2 separate regions of the Rattus norvegicus genome follow, and region 1 is linked to region 2. The links are chromatin contacts, called in public Hi-C maps. All regions are on one chromosome and are shown on one strand. The core of a region is the stretch at or near the end of the contact, and the rest is flanking DNA. Distances in the headings are between cores, read along the strand shown.

What was found. A called contact is a pair of places that touch in the nucleus more often than the background predicts.
Region 1: a contact with region 2 is called in a Hi-C map of liver, with 7 times the contacts expected there. The contact joins the promoter of Cyp7a1 here to the enhancer-like site in region 2. A contact is called at or near these places in 10 of 12 Hi-C or Micro-C datasets (the A7r5 cell line, Schwann cells, frontal cortex and 5 more).

What each region holds. Positions count from the first base shown.
Region 1 is chr5:24,182,776-24,185,475 of GRCr8, reverse strand. Cyp7a1 (cytochrome P450 family 7 subfamily A member 1) reads left to right here and starts at 1,274. Exons shown (of 6, transcript NM_012942.2): 1 at 1,274-1,387. The coding sequence starts at 1,308.
Region 2 is chr5:24,130,168-24,132,867 of GRCr8, reverse strand. No RefSeq gene overlaps it. Among named protein-coding and RNA genes, the nearest start is that of Ubxn2b, 30 kb to the right of the region's middle. Within about 2 kb of position 1,392, at least 6 of the 93 cell types and tissues checked have an H3K27ac peak or open chromatin away from gene starts, as enhancers often do. A contact at or near this core is called in liver, where this site is marked.

The DNA of each region.
Region 1 (2,700 bases), core at 25-2,524, 53 kb before region 2:
ATCCCTCCATGAGCCAGTGTTTGCTTATCTTCTTGACTCTTGTTTTAACCCAACTCCTCCCCTATTCACTCTGCTCTAATTCATTCATTCTATATTTTCGCACATCAGGCTCATCCTTTGCTCAGGAACTTCACTTTTGCTTTCCGGTCTCCTGGAAATGTGTTTTCTTGGCTATTCCATCTCAAGACCATCTTTTCAGAAAAGCTTTTCCTATCAACATATTTAAAGCCCTCTTCATCCCCCAGTAGCTCTGGACACCTCATTTTATGGATACACAACACATATTTGCCACCTGTCTCCCCATTAAAATATAATCTTCAGTAGAGAAACTCCATATCTTGTTAATACCTGAAACAAGAATATCTTCAAAGAGTTCCTGGGACATAAAAACGCTCAATTAATATTTATGTTAAACAGGGATCTGGGGTATATCACAGAGGTAGAGGGCTTACCTAGGAGGAGTTGGGCCATGGGTTCAACTTCCAGCACAGAATGAAAGATTATGTTAAATAAAGTTGGGAAGGATGTATGCCAGTCTATGAGTAGTATAGGAGGTAAATTATGAATTCATATTTACTTTTCGGACAAGAAGTGTTGTAGTCTTTATTTGAAATAAAATACATCTTAATTACCAATAACAATTGGTAAGGAGTGAATTCTCAAGCTGTGGCTTCCTGGTAGATGAGTCCTGGGAGGTTTTCTATTTCGATGATGGTAGATAGGTAACCTGTCATATACCACATGAAATACCTGTGGCTTTGTAAACACACCGAGCAGTCAAGCAGGAGAATAGTTCCATACAGTTCGCGTCCCTTAGGATTGGTTTCGGGATACTTCTGGAGGTTCATTTAAATAATTTTCCCCGAAGGGTAACATTATGGGCAGCCAGTGTTGTGATGGGAAGCTTCTGCCTGTTTTGCTTTGCGTCGTGCTCCACACCTTTGACAGATGTGCTCATCTGTTTACTTCTTTTTCTACACACAGAGCACAGCATTAGCTGCTGTCCCGGCTTTGGATGTTATGTCAGCACATGAGGGACAGACCTTCAGCTTATCGAGTATTGCAGCTCTCTGTTTGTTCTGGAGCCTCTTCTGAGACTATGGACTTAGTTCAAGGCCGGGTAATGCTATTTTTTTCTTCTTTTTTCTAGTAGGAGGACAAATAGTGTTTGCTTTGGTCACTCAAGTTCAAGTTATTGGATCATGGTCCTGTGCACATATAAAGTCTAGTCAGACCCACTGTTTCGGGACAGCCTTGCTTTGCTAGGCAAAGAGTCTCCCCTTTGGAAATTTTCCTGCTTTTGCAAAATGATGACTATTTCTTTGATTTGGGGAATTGCCGTGTTGGTGAGCTGTTGCATATGGTTTATTGTTGGAATAAGGAGAAGGTATGGAAAGATTTTTAAAAATTTATCTTTTAGCTTATTTCTAGTATTCATTGCCTTCACTATTATGTAGTGCAAAAAATACTAATGCATTAATATTTTTAAATTTAAAATTTAAAGACGTACTTCTTTGACTAAATCTAGTAAGATGTAGAGAGTCCCCCTTGGAACATTCACATATGCCACTGGTAATGCAGATCTTGTGAAATATAACTAAAGAAATCACAAGTCATCGATGTAAGTTTGTGTCTGCATGGGCGGAACAAACCTAAGCTAAGAAGAGTAGTATTTGGGAGGGATCTTTCTGTGACATGAACTGAATAGACGCACTGCCTCAGCAAACACACATTCATTTGAATTTTCCTCAGACTCAGTCTAAGCCTGGTGAGAGCACCAAGTGTGAGTCTGTCTGCCTCTAACGTTTCCTTCCAGTGGTAATCAGCTGTGTGGCTGTGAAACCTTGGCGCCTGCACATGACAGCCATTTGAATAGTTCAAAGAACATTTAGGGACAGGATATTAAGATATTTTCTGTGATGTCAACATCAAAATAGGAGAATGCCCCTGGCATTATCTTCAGAGAGGTAGACTACTGTGCGTTGTCTTACTTTAAAGAAATTTCTTTGCCCCTTTGGCTATTTTAATTCAAACCTGAAAGTTTTCAGTTTTAATTAAACTGTTGATTTTCATGCTAGGAAAGGAAATATCAATTATACTTAATTGTTCTTACAAGAAATAAAATCATTTATGTCGGGAGATAAATAAGCTCATAATTTTAATAAAACATTTAAGAGAGAGAAAAAGAGTAGTGGATTATAGTTCATTGTCTGTCAATGTTTACCTGACCCAGTTTCATTTTATAATTATCTAATTTTTCAAATGAGATTCCTGTTCTTTCCAAATATCATTGCAGAATACTAACATTCTTTTTTTCAGAGTTGAGAATCAAATGGAGGGTTTTTTCATCCTGGCACAAGCTCCGCTCTTCAGTAACACCTCCAGCCCTCAGAATGCCAATATTTTAAATTATGTAGGTTGTTAAAACTTTAGTGCTGGGGCTGGGGATTTAGCTCAGTGGTAGAGCACTTGCCTAGCAAGCGCAAGGCCCTGGGTTCGGTCCCCAGCTCTGAAAAAAAGAAAAAGAAAAAAAAAAACTTTAGTGCTGTAGCCCTTTCTGTTATTTGATGTTTCACATCTGTTAAAAAACAAAACAAAACAAAAAAAACAAGCAAATGGAACATTTTAGGCATTCTTTGGGGGAAATGATTCTTAGAGCAAGTCTAATCATTAGGTGATAGTTTCATTTTTACACCAAGA
Region 2 (2,700 bases), core at 143-2,642:
ATGCAGGGGTTTTTGTGCCTATTGTCACATGTCATTTTTTTGAAAGAGGTGAAATGTAGTTAATGAACTTTTAAGAAATGTCCGTGTGCTGGCATGCTTGACTATGGAGATCTGAGGACAAGCTCAATACTGGTCTCATCTTGCTTGAGATGGGATCCCTTTGTTGTTCATAGCTATATAGTCCAGGCTAGCTGTCCTATGAGCTTCAGAAGTTCTCCATCTTAGCCCTCCAATTTCAGGAGAGAAGTTGCAAGATCAGGCACAAGAGACCTTGTCCAGCTTTAGGTAGGTGAGTTTTGGAGATTTGAGAGAACCAAATTATAGTGAATTGAGTGAGCAGTTACTGTATTTGCTCAAACAGAATATAGCCTAGAAAATAAAAGCTTTGCAACTTCAGCCACACAGTGAGCTCAAGCCTGGACTAGGTTATACTCACATACATGCATGTACATATGCATACAAAAGATGGGGGCTCTGAACATAAAGCATGGCACTTTGGTATACAAAGAACTTCAAAGGGAACTGTAAGGTCCAAGAAGTGTCCTCAAGCTAACTCTCTGGCTACTGACTCACAAGTCCTCCAGATGTGACTCATTAAAGCCGGAAGTCCTCTTCTCCAAAACGGTAAGACTTGAAGTCTTCTCCAGAATGAAAACAGCAGTCTGTTCTTTCTCCTTTAAGCTCTGATACCAGAGGCCCTGAATTATGCAGGGAGAGGCCCCCTGAACCCTCAGGCCTTGCTGGACTTCCTGCTTCTGCTATGACTATTCATTCAATTACAGTTGCCCATTACTCAAGGGAGCTAAGCAAAAAGCTTTCCATGGGGATTGGGTCTTTGTATTTACAGGCAACTGTAACAATAAAACCTGCAGTAAGATGCACACACCTTTGTCTTCTGCCTTAGGTGACAGCTGTGAGCCTTGTGTGTGGGATAACTCAGCACTCCATCTCCAATTACCCCAAAGGGTAGAGCAATGCAAGACAATTCACACCCAGGATGAACGGACTGCTGACACCCCCACTTAGTGATCCTGAAGTAAGTCAGTTAGCATGTCTCCCAGGAAAATCTTTGTTGTTCCTCTCACCTTTCAGTGACCTCAGAATGGCTGCATGAAATAATGCATGGAAAAAGGATTTTAAGTTACTATTATTTGTAGACATCTCACTTAAAAATCCCATGTCCTTTGTGCTTTTAGCATGAGCTGATTTGCATAATTGAGCTATTCAGAATATACTTAATAAGGTCTAGAGATTCATCCAATTAACACGTCTTTGGCAACTGAACTGGCTCCAGTGTGAGTCTAATTTTACATGAGAAACGTTCTTGACAGAGGGCATGTTTGTAATACAGGTCTGTAAGCCTCAGGGAGAGCTTATCAGAACCAACTATGCCCTGCTTTGTCCCTGTTGTTGGCACAGCTCTGACCACACCTGGCTCCTCTCCCTACACTGTTTAGAACCAAGAACTTACTGTTCCAAGCAAAGTTCGCAGGAATCCAAAAGTCCAGGGAAGCCACATGTAGACGTCTATGAAGGGCTTGTGGTACAGACCGGTCAGTCACAGAGCACAGACCCAGTTTAATTCCCAGTTCTGAAAACAATGACAACAGGGCACCCAAAATGCTTTAAATAGCAGGACAATGAGTGGAAGTGAACGTTTCTAAGTTGGAGATGTCACGGTATATGATCAAATCAAAGCAGAACTCCCGAGTATTTGGACATGGACAGAGTGAGGGCTGGCATCAACTAGTATTTGTAATATAAAGAATGAGTAACCATGCTTTTCCATGGATTTAAAATGTCATTGGCTAAGAAAAATCTTGCTTTCCATAATCATTTGTAAAAGTGAAATTGAGACTTATTTGCATGTATGAAATAAAAAGGCATGGAGTTCTAGAAGTGTAAACATCTCATTATTTTCACTAATGGATTAAGATGGGTCCTCTTTATTTAAAAAAAAAAAAAACTACCACTTTAGGAGCAGTGGAAAATAATCTGTGACTTGTCTAGCGGCCTTTGCAACCGAGTGCAAGTTAAAGTCATCGCACAGCAAGCATCATCGAGGAATGGCTACAACCTGGAATTGCATCAGTAAGCCGACAAAAGCAGATTAAATAAAAAACAGAAAGAGATCCAGATGCCTGTGAAGGGATACAGCTGTGTTAAAAGGGATTTATTTCACGTTCTGTACAGAGAATGTTTCCTGCCATTAGGAGCTTTGGTGCTCATTTCTGACAAAAATAATTAAAATGCACGTTTATAAGTAAAAATGAAATCAGCTGAGTTTATATGTATAATTGTGTTGGGATATCCAAACGTAGACTTTCACCACATCATCCTTCTCAAAATAATTCCAAGAACACTGAAACACATGCATGTTTGCAGACTTTATCTGCTTGAAAAGGTCATTTGGAAATCCGTAACTTCAGGTCACTTCTGCCGCCTCTGCTTGCGTCGAAGATTGCACAATGGAGTTAAGTCAGAGAACAAGAACAATGTATAATGAAAGTGAGAAGTCTTTATAGGTGCAGCCAACTTAGGGCCGGGCCAAAGTCAACATCTCCCTAAGCTGGAATATGTAAGACATCTGAGTGGCACATGATTAAGTCTCTATTATCATTGGATTTTCTGTAGCTTTCTAATTGAAAAGATTATTAAATATATTTTAGTGCATGCTCAATTTACTACAGTTACATTTTC